Linked DNA regions of Mus musculus: all the other regions are linked to region 1. A link is a contact called in public HiChIP or PLAC-seq and promoter capture Hi-C data. All regions are on one chromosome and are shown on one strand. Each heading gives the region's core, a stretch centred on a gene start, on an enhancer-like site or on the middle of the called end of the contact. The rest is flanking DNA. Distances are from core to core; before and after follow the strand shown. Region 1 holds the start of Adra2b (adrenergic receptor, alpha 2b). Region 2 holds the start of Mrps5 (mitochondrial ribosomal protein S5). Region 3 holds the start of Itpripl1 (inositol 1,4,5-triphosphate receptor interacting protein-like 1). Region 4 has its middle 23 kb from the start of Itpripl1.

What was found. Promoter capture Hi-C pulls out the DNA fragments that hold promoters and counts their contacts. HiChIP or PLAC-seq counts read pairs in DNA pulled down with a chosen protein or histone mark. Capture Hi-C pulls out chosen DNA fragments and counts their contacts.
Region 2: an H3K4me3 HiChIP or PLAC-seq map of embryonic stem cells shows a contact between it and region 1, with 18 read pairs. The contact joins the promoter of Mrps5 here to the promoter of Adra2b in region 1. A contact is called at or near these places in 8 of 39 promoter capture datasets (the 3T3-L1 cell line, cranial neural crest, embryonic stem cells and 5 more), 1 of 15 datasets of contacts at CTCF or cohesin (large pre-B cells), 1 of 484 Hi-C or Micro-C datasets (embryonic stem cells), 12 of 115 datasets of contacts at active chromatin or transcription factors (the 230-238 cell line, bone marrow-derived macrophages, embryonic forebrain and 4 more) and 3 of 9 other capture datasets (liver, macrophages and pancreatic islet).
Region 3: a promoter capture Hi-C map of liver shows a contact between it and region 1. The contact joins the promoter of Itpripl1 here to the promoter of Adra2b in region 1. A contact is called at or near these places in 6 of 39 promoter capture datasets (the 3T3-L1 cell line, the HPC-7 cell line, hippocampal neurons and 3 more), 10 of 484 Hi-C or Micro-C datasets (CD8 T cells, embryonic stem cells, group 2 innate lymphoid cells and 4 more), 5 of 115 datasets of contacts at active chromatin or transcription factors (the 230-238 cell line, the HPC-7 cell line, embryonic stem cells and 2 more) and 3 of 9 other capture datasets (adipose tissue, liver and pancreatic islet).
Region 4: a contact with region 1 is called in a promoter capture Hi-C map of pre-B cells, with 3 times the contacts expected there. The contact joins the enhancer-like site here to the promoter of Adra2b in region 1. A contact is called at or near these places in 1 of 39 promoter capture datasets (pre-B cells), 18 of 484 Hi-C or Micro-C datasets (B cells, the BV-2 cell line, CD4 T cells and 10 more) and 3 of 9 other capture datasets (adipose tissue, liver and pancreatic islet).

What each region holds. Positions count from the first base shown.
Region 1 is chr2:127,361,064-127,365,768 of GRCm38.p6, forward strand. It overlaps Adra2b (adrenergic receptor, alpha 2b), which reads left to right and starts at 2,116. Exons shown (of 1, transcript NM_009633.4): 1 at 2,116-4,705. The coding sequence starts at 2,517. The coding sequence ends at 3,863.
Region 2 is chr2:127,586,030-127,590,734 of GRCm38.p6, forward strand. It overlaps Mrps5 (mitochondrial ribosomal protein S5), which reads left to right and starts at 1,397. Exons shown (of 12, transcript NM_029963.2): 1 at 1,397-1,456; 2 at 4,666-4,705. The coding sequence starts at 1,399. It also overlaps a transcript of Zfp661 not described here.
Region 3 is chr2:127,140,781-127,145,485 of GRCm38.p6, forward strand. It overlaps Itpripl1 (inositol 1,4,5-triphosphate receptor interacting protein-like 1), which reads right to left and starts at 2,677. Exons shown (of 2, transcript NM_001163527.1): 1 at 2,435-2,677; 2 at 1-1,434. The coding sequence starts at 1,420.
Region 4 is chr2:127,164,116-127,168,820 of GRCm38.p6, forward strand. No RefSeq gene overlaps it. Among named protein-coding and RNA genes, the nearest start is that of Itpripl1, 23 kb to the left of the region's middle. Within about 2 kb of position 2,371, at least 16 of the 459 cell types and tissues checked have an H3K27ac peak or open chromatin away from gene starts, as enhancers often do. A contact at or near this core is called in pre-B cells, where this site is marked.

The DNA of each region.
Region 1 (4,705 bases), core at 866-3,365:
AGGTGGGATTAGGGGCAACCTTGGCTGCTCTTCCTGCAGGATCCTGGAGACCTGGCCCTTTAAGGAGAATGGGCCATAAAATATCCCATCTGACGTTGATCATCTGTGAAGTCTTCTCTCAGTTTGAGTGTGGCTGGAGGTTGCTTGGGACAAGTAGGGACTTGCCTCAGTGGCTACTTCTCAAGCTCCCACGACCACCCTCAGCCCTTTCTCAGTAAATGGGGCTACGAGGACTTCTTCATCACCTGTGGCTGTGGACTCAAGCCCTGTCCAACGTGATGGTCTGTAAGACCTGTCTCAAGACTACAGCCTCAAAGGGGCAGGTGAATGGCTGTCCTTTTCAAGCCTGGTCTACATGGCACCACCCTCTCTGGTTGTGACAGTCCCACCTAACTAGAGAGCTAGCTGCAGCTCGGCCTGAGGTGGGGAGGCATTGCTCAAAGTGTCCCCATGTGGCTAGGCATGGTGATCTGGAGACTGAGTTGAGGAAAGACTGGTCTGTGGGGACCCAACGGTCACATTTGAGATCTCACAGTGGTGGCCATGACAAGTCCAGTAGACTCACTGACTTGAGGTGAGATTTGGGAGTGGACTCCATCTTTAGGGATTCATATATATATATTTATGTAGTGCCCTTCAGAATTAGGAGCTGTAAATACAAGGCCTGGTTCTTTTCACACAAGCTGTGGAGAAACCTCCTTGAGGCTGGGGGTGGAGCAGGGCCCAGTTCAAAGTTTTTTTTTTTAAAGATTTATTATTTTTTTGTGTATGATTGTTTTTTTCTGCGTGTATTTATGTTTCACCTGTGCGCTTGGTGCCTGTGGCGTCAAGTGAGGTCATCAGATATCCTGGAACTAGAATTACATTCTGTTGTGAGCTGATGGAAAGGGGTTTGAAACTGAAATCGGGTCCTCTGCAAGAGCAAGCGCTCAGCACTCAAACTTGTTCTCCCACTGGATAGGCTGCATGAACATCTGGGGCGGCCAAGGCCGGCTCCTTTCTACACCTGAGCCACCCACATTGACTTTTTCTGAGCTATGGAGAGATCTCCTCACACCGCTCTGGAGGAGGGACCTCCTTTTCCGTTGGTCAAGAGGCTCCTCTCCAAACCTGCGCTTTGAGTCAAGCTGTTTCCCTCTTTAAGATTTGTTTTAAAGTATGGGTCTCTGTGTGGCTATGTTCAGGGGAGTGTAGGTGGAGGCCAGAGGCATACCATCCCTGAAACGGGAGTTACAGTTTTGAGCTACCTGTTGTGGCTGCTGGGAACCGAACACAGGTTCTCTACAAGAGGCACTCTTAACCACGGATCCATCTCTCCAGTTTTCCCTTCCTACTTTAACTTTTTTTTTGCCTTTAATGGAGAAAAAGGAAGCAGCAATAGGGTGGTTGAAGTCCACTAGTCGCTTCTCACCAAGGAGTAGTTAGTGTGTGTGTGTGTGTGTGTGTGTGTGTGTGTGTGTGTGTGTGTGTGTGTGTGTGTGTGTGTGTGTGTCTGGGACCTGCGAGGACATCGGCCCCTAGCCTCTTGCACTCAGATGGCAGCAGAGGGCGCTCGCAGCACAGAGACTCACTCATTGCACCTCGCAAGTCTGACCTAGACCTAGTGGTGTTTGGGTGGGGAAGCGTTAGGAAAGGGGATTTGGAACTCTCTCCCCACTTTGGTCCGGCCCCTAAGGTTCTCGGTTGCTGGGATGCTGGATGGAGGTGTGGCTTATTATGCTTAAGAGCTCAACACTCTCCTACACGCTTTTCTGTCGGGCTGCTGCAAGCGACAAAAGCAGTCTATCGATCTGGGTGCTCTGTCCTAGACTCGCAGACAGAAGGCAAGTGGACCCTTGGGACAGACCAGCTCCGGGTCTCAGCACGCACCGATTCTCTTCGGTACATACTCTTCCCAGAACGCCGACGACCCCAGACTCCCTGCTCTCTAGACTCGGCCGCGCAGCGGCGGGAAGGAGAAAGATGTTGGGGCCCGGGGCGAGTAAAAGATGTGCGTCGCAGGTCCATGTCCCGCAAAGCGCACCTTCCACCCACCCTGGTCGGATCGCCCGCCCCGCCTCCTTCCCTCCTCCAGCTCCCGCCCCCAATCTCCTCCCTCCTCCCGCGGTGCTGGCTCTCCTCCTCACGCCCCTGCGCGGAGGGCTGACTGCAGGCGCGGCTCCGGGAGAGAGCGCCTTTACCGAGAGCAGGGTGCGCTTCCCCAGTCGGTTCTGTGAGTCCTGCAGCTGTGCCGCACGACGGCGCGACTTTCCTCTGGTCCCGGGACGGCAGTGAGACAACTTGGAAAACTTCTCTGGGGCGGACTGCAGGGACGCCGGGCACCAGTGGCAGAGAACGTAAGAGAGCGATAGATGGTCCTGGGTGTCCCCGGACCTCCGGCCAGGCTACGGTGCTCCAGAGCCATCTGCACCGCCTGGGGGGACGGCCCCCAACAGTAGCGGAGCTAGGGTGGCGCTTTCTCCTGCGTACTGTGAGTTTGGCCAGCATCTTTCTCTCTGGACATGTCCGGCCCCGCCATGGTCCACCAGGAGCCCTACTCGGTGCAGGCCACCGCCGCCATCGCGTCGGCCATCACCTTTCTCATCCTCTTCACCATTTTCGGCAATGCGCTGGTAATTCTGGCTGTGTTGACCAGCCGCTCTCTCCGTGCACCACAAAACCTCTTCCTGGTGTCACTGGCAGCAGCCGACATCCTAGTGGCTACTCTTATCATCCCTTTCTCTCTGGCCAACGAGCTGCTGGGCTATTGGTACTTCTGGCGTGCGTGGTGCGAGGTCTACCTGGCGCTAGACGTGCTCTTCTGTACCTCCTCCATCGTGCACCTGTGTGCCATCAGTCTGGACAGATACTGGGCAGTGAGCCGAGCATTGGAGTACAACTCCAAGCGCACTCCACGCCGCATCAAATGCATCATCCTCACCGTGTGGCTCATTGCAGCCGTCATTTCTCTACCGCCCCTCATCTACAAGGGCGACCAGCGCCCAGAGCCCCACGGGCTCCCCCAGTGTGAGCTCAACCAAGAAGCCTGGTACATCTTGGCTTCCAGCATCGGATCTTTTTTTGCTCCCTGCCTCATCATGATTCTCGTCTACCTGCGAATCTATGTAATTGCCAAACGCAGCCACTGCAGAGGTCTCGGAGCTAAGAGGGGCTCTGGGGAGGGTGAGTCCAAGAAGCCCCATCCGGCCGCCGGGGGAGTTCCAGCCTCGGCTAAAGTGCCCACCCTGGTCTCTCCTCTATCTTCTGTCGGAGAGGCTAATGGACACCCCAAGCCTCCAAGGGAGAAGGAGGAGGGGGAGACCCCTGAAGATCCCGAAGCCAGGGCTTTGCCACCCAATTGGTCTGCCCTGCCCAGATCAGTCCAGGACCAGAAGAAGGGGACTAGTGGGGCAACTGCAGAGAAGGGAGCTGAAGAGGATGAAGAGGAGGTGGAAGAATGTGAACCCCAAACACTGCCAGCTTCTCCTGCCTCAGTATTCAACCCACCCTTGCAGCAGCCTCAGACTTCCCGGGTGCTGGCCACGCTACGTGGCCAGGTGCTTCTGAGCAAGAATGTGGGTGTGGCCAGTGGGCAGTGGTGGCGCCGTCGGACACAGCTGAGCCGAGAGAAGAGGTTCACCTTTGTGCTGGCGGTGGTCATTGGTGTTTTTGTGGTCTGTTGGTTTCCTTTCTTCTTCAGCTACAGCCTGGGGGCCATCTGCCCACAGCACTGCAAGGTACCCCATGGCCTCTTCCAGTTCTTCTTCTGGATTGGCTACTGCAACAGCTCTTTGAATCCTGTCATCTACACCATCTTCAACCAGGACTTCCGCCGTGCCTTTCGAAGGATCCTTTGCCGGCAGTGGACCCAGACTGGCTGGTGAGCCTGCCTGCTCCGGGCCAGTGCCAGGCAGGGTTAGTGCCAGGACCACCCGGTGGTAGTCTGCCACCTCCGCAGTCTATGTGACCATTTCCCTGGGGCCCATTTGCAGACCTCATCCTCAGACACCCCTGAAGGGGAAAGGACAAATGTGCTGTTCCCAGGGGCTCATTTGAAACCTTCCCTTGCTGACTGTACTGTGGGATACCTCTTCCCTGCTCTCTCTTCAGGAAGGGTAGCTTGGACCTTCTCGAACGTGGCCAAGGCTGATTAGAATACCTCCCTCCCAGCCACCTGTAAGCCAACAGGCAGGCTTCCCTTTCCTGGAGACCCCCTGTGCCTTGGCAGGCCACTTGTGGTGGTTTTCTTTCTTTCTCATCATATTCTTCTCTTCTCTTTTATTGTTCATTTCATTTCTTTTTTTTTTTTTTTTTTTTTTTTGAGACAGGGTCTCATGTAGCCCAGACCAGTCTCAGACTTGCTATGCAGCCTGAGGCTGATCTTAAGATTCTGCTTACCTCTCCAGCATGAGAAGTAACAATGCTCACCACCATACCTGGTTTACCTGATGCTGGGGAATGAAGTCGGGGCTTCAAGCATGCTAGGGAAACATCCAACCAACCGAGTTATATCCCCAGCCTTGATCTTCCTCATGCCTTTCAAAGAGCCGGAAGCCCATCTTCTACATTTCCCAGGAGGACCTGATGCTGAGAAAGAGGACAAAAGGAAGAGGATTCAGCCGTGCTGAGCACCTGTGGTTCTCCTTGGCTGTTGCGGTGGCTGGTTATGGTCTAGTGCTGGTTGCTGGGTTTTTTGTTTGTTTTGTTTTGTTTTGTTTTTAAGCTT
Region 2 (4,705 bases), core at 147-2,646, 220 kb after region 1:
CAGGTTTTGTCTCTCGTGCATGGCATCCAGAAACTCTCCAGTGTTGCTATGTCGGCTACAGGGGGCACTAAATGGGTGGCTTGTCAGTAGAGGGAATAAATCATATCACTAGGCTGCCAAGGTCTCAGCACTGCTGTCTAATTTTTGTTGATCCCTTTCGCCTCTGTCAGTCTCATGGATCTCTTGTAAGCCTCGGTCTGCCCCTAAGGCAGTGAAAAGGGCAGCTGTGAAAGGGTTCTTCTGCAATTCTGAAGGATGGCTGCATACAGAAATCCTCAACTATGTTCCCAGAGAGCTTGTAAAAGAGCCCTGTGATACTTTGGTTGGACAAGGTCAGGAGAAACATACAATCACCTCTTCTCAGGAAAATGATTCTTCCAGTCTGCTCCTGAGTTTCTTGGGGGCTGCATGGTATGTGCTCAGACATGGTCACGAACCTGTGACAGATTTGGAGGACATAGTTTACCAAGTCTTGCCACGTCTTCAGCTGCCTATAGGTCTTCATGGATATCCTTACTGAATGAACTAAAGCCTCCCCAGCCTGTGCTGCAAAGACTTACAAAGTAGCCAAGGCACTCTCACAAGCAATTCTGAACTTGCTCAGAGACTGCAGGTGTTTCGAATCATGACCAAGACATTAGGTAGCAAATGTGGCTTGCCCAACAACCACTGCCCTCAGGAAAGGTAGAAGCCTTAAATGATAATCCCAAGAAGCTAATGAAGAAAGCCCCTGTGTTACTTTCTATTGCCGTGACAAAACACCATGACCAGGGCAACACAGAAACAGTTTATTGCAGGCTTAAAGTTTCAGGGGAGGAGTCCAGAACCATCATATGTGACTCATTTGGGCAAGCATGGATAGTGTAAAGCCATGAGCAGGTGGGGTAAAACCCGTGGCCTCGGGCTGGAACATGACTGTGTGTGAACAACCTGTACCATGAATACACAACAAAGGCAACATATGTTTAATAAACTTTGGGCCTTTACGGACTTCCCACACTTTGTCTCATTCACCCCCGGGCTCCTTCCCGATGTTCCCAGACTCTTTCCCGGTTCCGCAGAACTGACTTTGCCAGGTCAAGCCTGCTACTGGTGAGATGTGATCCATTAGGCTACTATCAGAGAAAAGAGCCCAGAGCTAGCCCCGCCCTCGCCCCGCCCCTGCCCGGGGTCCTAGCGCGAGGACCCCTGAGCAGCTGTCCGAGGCTGAGCCTGACTCAGTTTCCTCTGTGGTCCACGAGGGCAGTTTTCCGTGTGCGCTGAATGGTGGCCCTCGAGCCTCAGCACACCTCTCTGCGCTGACGACGAACTTGTGACAAGGCGCGGTCGCAGCTCGTTGCTGCAGGCGGTGAGGAAGGCGGTTCCAGAGACAGGCGGAGTCGCTGCTCCGGCTCCAGCATGGCGGCGGCCGTACGCGCTGCAGGCTGTCTCCCTGCATTGTGTAGCTTGCAGGCAGGTGAGCCCTGGGACCCGGACCGAAAGCGCGCGCGAGCAGGGGTCTTTCCCTCGGGTCTGTCGAGTCTAGGCTCCAGGAACGCGAGAAGTCGCCGAGTCCTTGATCTCAGTCTCCCATTCGGGTCCGGCCGGCTGTGTGACCTTGCGCGCCTTCTGTCCCTCTCTGGTCGCGCCGTTTGAGAGTATAAGGAGTGAACTGGGCAGTGTGCTTTCGGCCAGGGAGACCGTTCAGGCCCACTCTGTGAGGAGGAGCGAATGTAGCAAGCATAGTCTGTGGTTCATAGGGTGATGTCAATCCCTGTCTCGAGTCAGAGTGCCGCCAGCAAAAAGTCTAACAGACTCTTACTGAGTCTGTTAGATTAACTAGCTGTCATTTTAGCGTCTGGGCCGATCCGTTTGCCAGAATATACTTTTGCTGTCACCGTCTTCCTGCCGCCCTTTTCAGTTGTGTGCCGATCTCTAGCATGGCGTTGGCTTGTAGGAATAGCTTCGCGCTGGACATTGTGCTCAAGGTCCTGGTCCAGAAAGTTCATTTTGTTGCAATATTTAACCTGAAATCACTTGATAGGGTATGTGACTTGAGCCTTCGTTTGTTTTGCCGGCGTTGAAACCATCTCATTAAGGCCTCTGTCCATAGTAAGTTGTAACATTCACTAGCGCTCGCAGGTGATCTATCTAAAGTGTACACTTCAAAGGTTTTGTTTTAGTGTTTTTGTAGACGGTGCATTTATCATCACAGTCAGTTTGAGAACATTTTCATCACTCCAAAAGAAAAAACAACTGTACCTTTTAACTGTTGCCCCCACCCCTCGCCATCTCTCACTAGCCGTCAACACTGGGAGACTACTGATCTATTTCCCATCTGTCCATAGCTTGTCTGTTCTGGGCATCTGGTTTCTACGATTGGCATCTGCCAATAATGCTGTGTTGTCAGGATTTGTCCCTGCTGTGACATACCAGTCCCATGTTGCTTGTGAGCCAATAATACTCTTGTGTCCATTACACCACATTTTGTTTATCCACTCATTGGCGGATGAACGTTTGAGCCGTTTCCATCTTTTGGCTGTTAGGACTGATGTTAAAACATTTGGATGCTGTGCTTCTGTCTGTGCACATGTCCGTCCTCTTGTGGGTATTTCCTGGGTGGAATTGCTGGTTGAAGTGACACCTCAGTGTTTAACTAAGGAACTAACTACCAAGTAGCTGTACCATTTTACAGCTCCACCGGCACTGTGTAGGGGCTTCAGTTTCTCTTTGCCAGCACTTGTTATTGTCTGTCCTGTTCAGAGAACCAAGCTGTGACGATATACTAATTTTGTGGCTTTGATTTCTAATGGGCTCGTTTCCATGCGCTTAATAGCCATGTGTGTATGTTCTTGAAGCAATATCTGTTCAAATCTTTTGTCTGTGTGCGCCTGTAACTTGATTGTGTGGTTCTTGACCATGAATTTCCTAGATTAGAGGGAAACACTTGATCTAACCGTGTGCATGCTAGGCACATGCTCTACAACTGAGCTGCACGCTCGAGTGTTAGAAGGCTTGGATCCTGTCGGTAGAGCCATGGGTTATGGATGCTTAGGAGCCGGAGCCATGCTGGAGGTAGTGAGTCTGTGGAGGTGGGCTAGGGAGCTTCATCACCTGCCTTCCACGCCTGATCACCTGCTTCCGGGGTGTGGATGTGGTTTTCTGCCGCCATGTCTTCACTGCTTGCTGCCATGACTTCTCTTCCATGGTGGTCTGAATCTCTCTGGGACTGTGAGCCCCAATAAACCCTTTCTCCCTTAAGTTCCTTATGCCTGGATATGTTATCACAGAAACAAGAAGTAAATTTTTGTTTTTTGAGACATATCTCAACAGCTTGCCCAGGCTGCTGTTGCAATCACTCTCTAGCCCGGTGCTGGGTTTGAACTTCCCATCCTCCTGTTCCAGTCTCTCTCATAGCAGGGTCTGTGAGCCTGTACTAACAGGTTACTTCCTGTTCATTGTCACTTGGGTTGACTTTTTATTCTTGATTTGGAAGACTTCGTTGCATTTTCTAGAAATAAGTCTCTTGTCAGATATATAATCTGCAAGAAAAAAAAGTATTTTTGGAGACAGGCTCTCATTGTGTAGTCTTGGCTATCTTGAAACTCACTATGTAGAGCGGGTTGGCTTCGAATTCACAGAGGTCAGCCTGTCTCTGCTTCCAGGCTAGGATAAAAGGCATGTGCACTGTGCATAAACTTTTTTTTTTTAAAGAGTTTTGCATGTTAACTTTTAAGACCCCCTCCCCTGCCAAGGTTCTCACTATGAATGTAGTCTAGCCTCAAACGCACAGTGATTCTTCTGCCTCAGCTTCTCAAATGCTGGGATATACTAGTATACCTGACATTAATAGTGTTCCTTGAAACACAGGTTTTTGTTTTTGAGCATCCAGGGCCTAGTGCACATCAGGCAAGAGCTGTGCCGCCAAGCTGTTTCTAGCATTGAACACATTGGTTTGAAATTTTGATGGTCTCATTCATCTGTTTTCCCCCTCTCCCTTTTGGTAGCATGTGCTTTTGGTGTTGTATCTAAGAAACCACTGCCAAGTCCAAGGTTGTGATTGTTTACGAGTTTTATAGACCTTTGGCCTCTGTCTGGTTTAGTTTTTGATGATCAGAGGCAGACCTGCACTTCCTCCATCTGGATTTTACTGCCCCGCTGTCTCCATACATGAGTTTTCTCAGCTCTGCTGTCAGAGTCGGTGCTAGAACGCCACGCTGAGTGAGGGCTGGTGGGTGCCAGAGGGAGCAGGAGTGGGGATCTGGGGGGCTTCCCCGGAGCTGTTGTTGAAAGAGGCTCCGCCCTTCCCAACACCACGCATGCGCACGCTCTACTCACCTATGCTAGGGAACCTCCAGAGAGCAGCGTGATGATTCCCCCGAAGTCTGCCTTGGTGAATCCATGAGTTTTGTTGGGTTGTTTGCAGGAGTATGGGTAGCATGGAAGGACCAGCAAGGACGGCAGGGGGTGCAGGTGACATCAAGGGACTTTCACGAGGCTTGGAAACTGCATGGGTTTGAGGGTGAAAGGTGGAGATGAGGCGCCATGTCGGCGTGGAGCCTAGAGATGGCTTACATATTGTCTTAATCTTTCTGTTTTGTAGGTTCCAATATCTTACTGGTTAAAATGCTCCGTCTCATGTAGAAAATATCTTTAAACAAATACTCTTTTCCTCCCAATTTTTAGGTCATTTCCTGTCTAGGCAACTCTCTTTAAACGCCTTTCC
Region 3 (4,705 bases), core at 1,427-3,926, 220 kb before region 1:
CTAAGAACCAGAGGAGGTCCTGGAGGCGCAGAGAGAGCATACTGTGCTGCCAGTCTGTCAGAGGCAGTCGTAGCAACAAGTGCATGAGGGCTGTCTTGAAGTGGTAGGAGGTGAGAATGGGGCGAGATGCTCCCGGGGGTAAGATCTGATGGTCCTGAAGACTCAAAACGATCTGCAGGCACTTGAGGTGGCAGGTGTTCTCAGGGGCAAAGCGCCCCACCAGCTTCAGAAACAAGTGTTCACAAGCTGCAAAGGACTCAGGCCAATCCACACTGGTGAGCTGTTCTTGCTCGGGGGCCTGACTCACCAGGTAGACCAAGGTATCTTCCCGTTGCACCCCTAGAACCAAACTGATGGACAGAGAGCGGCCTGAGCGGTAACCCAACCTGAGCTTGCAGGAGGTGGTGGACGGTGGGAAAGTGAGCTTAAAGTCGTATTTGTGGGCCACTAGTGCCCAGGCATTGCTCACCATGTTTCGGAACCACTGCACGGTCTTACACACGTCCAGGTGCGAGCTGGTGCAGAGAGCTGCCTTGATGGAGCTAGTACACTTGCTCAACATGGCTGAGTGGTCCCTGTGGTGCACCAGGCACAACACATCCCCCAAGAGCTTCTCATGCTTGCACATGCACTCAGAGTCCACCTTCACACAGCCACAACGACGGCCCAGAGCCGGATCTCTCATCTCCAAGATAAACATAGTGCCCTGGGGAGGGACAATGGGCACCAGGACATCGAAATTCTGGGTCTCGTGGAGGGTTCCCCACTTCTCAAAGGCAGCCCCAAAGCCCAGGCAGTCCTCCAACTGTGGGTGAGCCTCCCGGCGGCTGAGCACCCGGCAGGCCTCAATGAGATCATCCACAAAGCTCTCCACAAACTCACAGGTGCAGGGCAGGTCACGGATGGCATTTTGGATATAATGTTTGTAAAAGGCTTCCAGGGCTTCCTGGGAGGGAAAATCAGAGAGCCGGGTGTAAGAGGAGACGGGCACGACACGGATCTCTTCCTCTTCCTCCTCGCTGCTGGACTCAAAGGCTGGCTCGTGCTGCATGCTCTGTCGTAGGAGCTCAAAGATGAGAAAAAGGCAAAAGAGGCCTGCATTCCACAGGTTTCCCAGTATCCAGCCCAGAGGCCCCCCATCTTGGCCACCGGCCTGGAAGGGCCATCCCATGTCCTTCTTCCCCAGCACTAACTGGTCACTGGATGTATCCCCTCTCCAGAAGTTCTCCACTTTCTGCTTCTGCTCAGCGGCTCGGCTCCTCTCTTCAAACTCCATCTCTAACTGCCGCATCTCCTCGCTCATTCGCTTCTCCAGCTGCCGACTCCTAGCTAGCGTGTCCAGGTCCATGCGGTCACTGACCATCAGGGGGTGGTGAACAACATACATCACTGCCAAGAACATGAGGCTTATCACAGCCATGGAGGCCTCTGCATCTGGAGGAGTAGGAGGGTGGGGATCAGTGGTGATTTCCGGGGCACATCTGTTCTCCAGCACAGAGTCCCCAGAGCCCTGGTACCTCAAATCCTGGATGCCAACTACTCAGGAGGAACAGAAAGTGCATAGAGCTAGGGTGGGAGTTAGCAAGAACGGTCCGCCTTGGGGAAAGGAAGTGGAGACCATAGGATGTACCCTGAGTCAACCTCTTTCCTTCCACATACCGTGGGTGGTGTTTAGGGGACATGAGACTGTTTTTATTCCAGTATAAGATGGGAAGGGGGACCCTTACAGTGGGGTGGCCTCACCCGACTCATCGGTCCACCTCGGGCCCCAGATATGCCCTGCCAGTCCCAGAGGCTCCCTTCCACAGGCAGAAAACACAGAATCTTGTTCGGGCAATGTCTTCCCCATCCTTGGGTAGCCAGCTTCAGTCCCTAGCTGCAGCATCCCACTTCCTCTGTGACTTCACAACCCTACCTTGTGTCATTAGACCACTTAACCTCACCACTCTGCCCTGCAGGTGCCAGACTTGGCACTGTGCTGCCAACTCCTTAGTATTACAGTGATGAGGTTCTGAGGCAGGCTAGCATATGGCCATCAGTCCAGCTGCACTTCTCAGTCCAGGAAAGTGCCTGCAGAATTCAGGGGCCAAGACCCAACTGACAGACAGTAGCAGAGATTCCCTGGCCCCATTGCCCAACCACTGAAACCTGAAGCTTCCGGCCTTCACCCCAGTAATTCACCAGCTATGGGGCTTCTTGAGTCATGAAAGGCAGTGCACCATGGCCATCGAGTTCAGGTGAGGGGCACTCCTCGCTTTGGAATTAAGCCCAACTGCCCCCTCCATGTTCAAAATACCCGAGCCACCGGCCCTGCTTCAAAGTGAAGGCCCCCCTCTACCCTTAGTAACTTCCCCCAAACTCACCCATCTCTCCTGACCCAATAAAATACCCAAATTTAAGGGTTTCTCCTGGAACTAGGGGCTCAGTTACTCACGGTCTCAGTTAGCAGGAGAGCGTTCTTAAAGAGACAGCGCGACCTGGCCGCCCTCGCCTTCTTCCGGGCGTACGCGATGCTCCCAGTTCATACTCCACACAAACTGAGAGAGTCCACCTGACGAGCTCTTTCTGGGTACAGACCATGTCTCCGAGGTCCAAAGTCTGCGGGCAGCGGACTGCAGCGACTACCACGCGGTGCTGGTCCCGGCGGACTCCAGCAATCCACAGCGGTTCCCGCCTCAGGGGTTCCGCCCCGACAAACCCCACCCCTTGCTCGAAGCCAAGAGGCGGGGCCCAAGGCAGGGACTCTTCCAGAGCTGGGGCCCTCCCTCCCTATGGGGCCCTTCCTCCCTATGGGGCCCTCCCTCCCTAAGGCCTCACACCTTTTTGTTTCTAGTCGTCCCCCCTAGGGTTTGAAGGGACAGCAGAGCATCTGTGGCCACGCGCTCACAGCTATTCTGCTTCATTCCGTGGCACAAGGCTGAAGTGCCTGCTGCCACTCCCACCAAGTTTCTTTTACCAGGGCAATGTGTGCTTATTGAGAATTTGGGTGGGAAGGTGAGAAAGAAATTAAGGACTGGGAAAAGCCATTCTCACTTCCCTCTGGCTCTATGCAAGGTGAAAAAGGAAATGAGATGTTTTTAGGCACCACTAATAAGCCTCACTCGATGGGAAGATGACTCATTTGGGTACAGAGCCTGTTGCCCAAGCACGATAATGTGAGTTTGGGTCCCCAGACATCCACCTCTAATCCAAAGTTTAAAAAATGGAGCTAGACAGAGCCACTGAGCTTAAGTGACTGGTATAAGGTTTTATTAAGAGACCTTGTCTCAAAGTAGAGATCTCTAAAGACGATGATTTTGCACCCAGGTGCACAGGAGGCAGGTCCGAGCATACACATGCAATACTACACACACATGCACAGGTATATGCATACCCCACTATAGACGTCACTTCCCCAAATCAGGTATCTTTCCCTAATCAAAGTGACTCTTAGGAAAGGACATCTGTCACTCAAAGACCTGCCTTGGAGCATTGTTTGTCACTTACTAGTCACATAGAGGTAAGAACCCTAAACCTAGCCAGGCAGTGGTAGCACATATGTTTAATGCCATCACTCAGGCTGTAGAGGCAGGCACCTCTCTGAGTTCAAAACCAACATGGTCTAAAGAGAGAGTACCAGGACAGCCAGAGCTACACAGAGAAACCTGGTCCTCTAAAACAAAAACAAAAAACAAAAATTCCTAAGCCTTCAGGCAGCTCTGCTGATCCTACGTCCATAGCAAAGAGAACTTCATAAAGTGTGAAGGCACGACAAGGCTTACTACATGTTAAGAAACCCCAACAAGAGGCTGGAGAGATGGCCTAACGGTTGAGAGCACTGACTACTCTTCTGAGGGGACTCAGGTTTGATTCCCAGCCACTTGCATGGTAGTTCACAACTGTTTGTGACTTGTGCATGCAGTGAACATACATATGCAGGCAAACACACCAATACACATTAAATAAATAGATAAAAAACAACAAGGGGCTAGAGAGATGGCTCAGCTGTTAAGGGAACTTACTCTTCTAGAGGACACTCATTTGGTTCCCAGCAGCTACTAAGTGGTTCACAACTATCTGTAATTCCAGTTCCAGAGAATCCGACAACCTGACACCCTCCTTTTATTCTATGGACTTAGGTACAGAGTTCATGTGGGCAAAACATACACAACTTTTTAAAGTGAATCAGTCTTTAAAAAAAAAAAAATTCCACCAAGCTATCTCACTTAAAGATCACACTTGAATTAACAAATATCTCTTTATCTCATTTATCTCATTATCTCATTATCAGTGAACATCTTTTGTTTCCACCACCACCACCACTTTTTTTCCCCAACTTGTTTTGTTTTGGAGATAGGGTCTCACTACACTGAAGCCCTGATTGGTCTGAAACACAGAGATCTACCACCTCTGCCTCACAAGTGCTGGGATTATAGGTGTATACCACCATGCCCAGCTCCAAGTTGTATTTCTATTTTTACTTTTTATGTGTATGGGTGTTTGCCTGTATGTATGTACGTGTACTACATATGGTGCCTAGTGCCCATGAAGATCAGAAGAGGCACCAGATCCCCTGAAACTGGTGCTGGGCTCTAAACTCAGGCCCACTGCTAGAGCAACAGGCACTCTTAGCAGCTGAGCTGTTCCTCCAGGCCGCTCCAACCTGTATTTTGTTAACTTAATAGTGGGATAAATAGGAAACCCTCCAGGTGACTCATTTTAACAA
Region 4 (4,705 bases), core at 1,121-3,620, 200 kb before region 1:
ACCCTCACTACTTCTCGGTCTTCTGTTGCTGCCTCTAACCGGGTCAGCTACATATCTCTTGGATACGTGCAGTAGGTCAGGTCCTCCTGCTTTTCTCTTCTGCTAGCAGGGCCACTATCCCATCATCTCATAGGTACACCTGGAGTCAGGCATCTTGGACTGACATTCTGACTGTGCCCAGAAGGTTCTCTCAAGCCTGTTGTTTCTTCTCAGTTTCCTTGGAAATCACCAGCACTGCATGATTGTTTTCCAGGGGCTGTGAGTCCTACACAGAGCAGTGAACTGGTCCAAGGATATCCTGGACTGCAGACCAGAATGAACTTTCCTACAGGGCACAGACAGAAGGATGATTAGTTGAATATGTGTTTGAACATCACCCAGGCTACAGAGCAAGTTCCAGGATGGCCAGTGCCACACAGAGAAGAAAGTTAGTTTCAAAAAAGCAAAGAAACTGAAGGAAAATAAGACAGAAAGGTAGAAAGAAAGCTAGAAAGAAAGAAAGAAAGAAAGAAAGAAAGAAAGAAAGAAAGAAAGAAAGAAAGAGAAAGAGAGAGAGCAAGAGAAGGGAAAAGAGAGAGTGGGGAGGAAACATGCGAGGAAGAAACAAAGATGGGTAGAAGTTAGGGCAAGAAGAAAAATGAATTAATCAAGAAGACAAAACAGAAAAACAAAGCCCCCAAATGGATAAAGTCACATAAACAGAAATCTAGACCTCTGAGCTTGCGCAAAGAAAACAGCAGGAAAGAATTCACTATCTGGAAGTGTACCTGATGGACAATGCCGAGGTCCAAACAACCATCAAAGTCCAAATCCAATCCAACCACCAACTCTTACAGATCACCACCAAACAGCTCTCTGTACAGGACACAAACTAGCCCCAGAGAGTTCATTATACTGTCTGTCATTCCGCACAATGGCTGCCTGTGAGATCAGAGTATTAGTGACTTCTCAGAGCTGGCACAACCCAAAGTGGCTTTTTCCCACTTCTTAGTCCCATTGGGATTCTCTTTATCTGTTACTGTCCATTTCTCTGAGACAAATGCCCTGACAAGAGGCGCTTTGAGGGAGGAAGAGCTTTATTTAGGCTCACGCTATGAGGGCATTGCTAGGAGTGTTAGGGCTCCTCTTCTTGGGGTTTTAAATTCCTGCCAAAAAGAATTTAGGAACAGAATTAAAAGAAGCTCTGGCATAACTTTCTTCAAGTGTGAGGGACAGACAGAAAAACAGTTTCCAGCAAGAGCTTGAAGAGGCTGGGAGAAAGTCTTCTGCTGTGGAGTCCAGCAAGTAAGCCATGTGGTAGGACCAGGTCTAGAGGCTTCAGAGCATGTGACAGGAATTCCAGAGTGTTCAGGGATATAGGAATACTTCACAGAGCAGGGGCTGGTACTTACTGCAAAGAAATAGAATGAGAAAGGACTGAAAACTCTAAGCAGGCCTTGTACTCATTAGGGAAAGCTGGAAGTGACAGTCTTTAGCAGGGGCGTTTGGAAGCATTAGGGATATAATTGCTCCTCCCATTTTCATAGGACGGCTTCAGTTGAGACAGCTTTCATTTGTGATGATCTCCTGGCCAAGCCCAGATTTTCTACACGTACACACTGCATTTACTTTTAGTAAAAAGATTCGAGAATAATATGTAACTTTTTGAGGCCTTTTAAATGACAAAACATAAGCAGGGTCAGATATTCTGCATTGTGATGAAGAGGAAGTGACAAAAATGTCGAAAGACAGAATCCCCTGGGATATGCTGAGGTCACTGTGTTCTCTTGCATGAATGTTAACTCCTTTCTTATCGTGCTGTCTCTATTTGAATGCCTGCTGTGGCTCTGGGTTTTGAATATGGCTTCCTTTTCAGTTGTGAAACTAGGTTTTCTGGAAATGTCAAATCTGTTTTGAAGGTTTTAAGTACTGAGTGACTGATTGGAACTTGATGATTCTGAGAAGTGGAGTTTTATTGTTGAAGCAAATACTGTCTTTGGTCATCATGAGTCATTTCCATCTATTAGTCTAGTCTTTATGTACCCATGCATCCTTGTGGCCTTCAGGCCAAACATTTACAGTGTTTGGAGGAAGCCACAAACTCCCTCTAACCCTAAGCCCTGCTGGCTGTAAGACAGCAAATAAAATCTATAGTAGAGTCTCTCTACTATATCTGATGCTTGCATTGACTCTGAAATATTTTTTTCTGTGACCATGAATGTTATATACTAATGGGGGAACCTTAGCTTTTTGGAGAAGGCTGAATCTACATTCACTGGCATGGTCACTCACTTTTAGCTTCAAATAACCTGTTTCTTCCTATCTGTGGTGAAAGATCTGTATTTTAACTTAACAACATCAACCACTAGATGTCAGGCTTGTCCTGAAAATTGCTCTGTTGCCACTTTTAAATGAAATTTACAGCAGGCAGCTCAGATCTTAAAGAGAATCAGAGTGAGGTAACACAATCACAAAATAACTCAAATGATATGTACTCACTGATAAGTGGATATTAGCCCAGAAACTTAGGATACCCGAGATATAAGATACAATTTGCAAAACACATGAAACTCAAGAAGAACGAAGACCAAAGTGTGGACACTTTGCCCCTTCTTAGAGTTGGAAACAATCACCCATGGAAGGAGTTACAGAGACAAAGTTTGGAGCTGAGACAAAAAGATGGACCATCTAGAGACTGCCATATCCAGGGATCCATCCCATAATTAGCCTCCAAACGATGACACCATTGCATACACTAGCAAGTGTTGGCTGAAAGGACCCTGATATAGCTGTCTCTTGTGAGACTAGGCCGGGGCCTAGCAAACACATAAGTGGATGCTCACAGTCAGCTATTGGACGGAACATAGGGCCCCCCAATGGAGGAGCTAGAGAACGTATCCAAGGAGCTAAAGAGATCTGCAACCCTGTAGGTGCAACAACATTATGAACTAACCAGTACCCCGGAGTTCTTGACTCTAGCTGCATATGTATCAAAAGATGGCCTAGTCGGCCATCACTGGAAAGAGAGGCCCATTGGACACACAAACTTCATATGCCCCAGTACAGGGGAATGCCAGGGCCAAAAAAATGGGAATGGGTGGGTAGGGAAGTGGGGGACTTTTGGGATAGCATTGGAAATGTAATTGAGGAAAATACATAATAATAAAATATATATATATATAAGAGAATCAGAAAGCACATAGATGAGCAAACATCTTGAGTTCTTTCTAAGAAAAATAAAAGAGAAGAAAAAGCTGCTAGTTGTGTGTTATATGATAGTGTGGAGATTTAAGCAAAGACTAAATTCCCCACAAAGAGGGAGCAGAGAGCAGATCTGTATTAGTGTGTGTGTGTGTGTGTGTGTGTGTGTGTGTGTGTGAGAGAGAGAGAGAAAGAGAGAGAGAGACTTCTATGTTGCAGTCTGACTAACACAACAATGACCAGCTATGAATGGAAAGCCTAAAACTCTAGTCGTTGCTCAGTCCCACAAGGCTGGATGTTTCAGCTGGTCTTCTGTATAAAGTGCAATCCTGAAAAAGTGGGCTCCAGCAGATGTGCTGTCAAGTACGTGCAAGCAGAGGAAGAATGAACACATCTCCCTTCTTCTGCTACTCTCACGGAGGCCCCAGCAGGAGATGGAGCTCAGACTAAGACTGTGTCTAAGGATTCGGATTAAGGATGTGTGTTGCCCCTTGAACTTGTTGCATCCTGCCTCTGGGTCAGAGGTGTGCCCTCCATTTCTAGACTGTAGTTCATTCCAGACAATTCCTTATAAAGTGTTTTTTTTTTTTTTTTTTTTTTTTTTTTGAGAACGCTCTATTCCAAGGCCCATTTTGAACGGGTCCTTTATTTATTTATTTATTTATTTATTTATTTATTTATTTATTTATTTCCACTTTGGCTTGTTGATATATATATGTGTGTGTGTGTGTGTGTGTGTGTGTGTGTGTGTGTGTGTGTTAGATGCATAGCTAGGAGTGCTTCCCTTCCATTTAGTGGACTTCCTATTCACTCTGTTGATCATTTCTTCAGCTCTGCAGAAGCTTCTTAGTTTCATGACTTCCTCGTTGTCAACTTTGGCCTTAATTCTTGGGCAAATAGTGTCTGAGTTCTAGCTTCCAGGGTATCAGAATTTGCATGCAAACTTCCAAAGTAGGGAGAAAAACAACAGTCCCTACCCTTTTGTGACATCTATGAAACATGACAGCCACCAACATAGCATTGTAATCATCACAGTGAAGTAGTAGTGCGCATACATTGGCTGTAATTCACAACTCTCTAATTGGAATTAAGACCCCCCTCAACAGGAGGAAGACCTTTCCTAGTATTGGAAACCCAGTAAACTACTCAATGTTAGTTGAATTGGTTAACGAGGGAGAATCTAACCCCTTAATTTACTAACTCAGCATAACCTGTAGCAACAATCTATGAACATTTGTCCTTTTACTCACAGATAAGTGGAGTCATCCCCTCACCAGGGAAAGTTCTCTTTGCAACAGATAGAGATCACTAAAGAAACTAAGTACCAATAAAAGTTCAAAGTCATGGAGCACAATCCTAGTTGCTACAGCTACAAAGTCCTCCTACTCCCAAGGGTTAGCAAAGAAAAACCTTATAGATTGTAAGGGTTACAGGATTGAGGAGGTTGCTTTGTGCTGAGGATTTGGTGTCTGGGAATGTCCCTTTAACTCTCATTATTCTCCACTGATTATCACTGTCGTCCGCA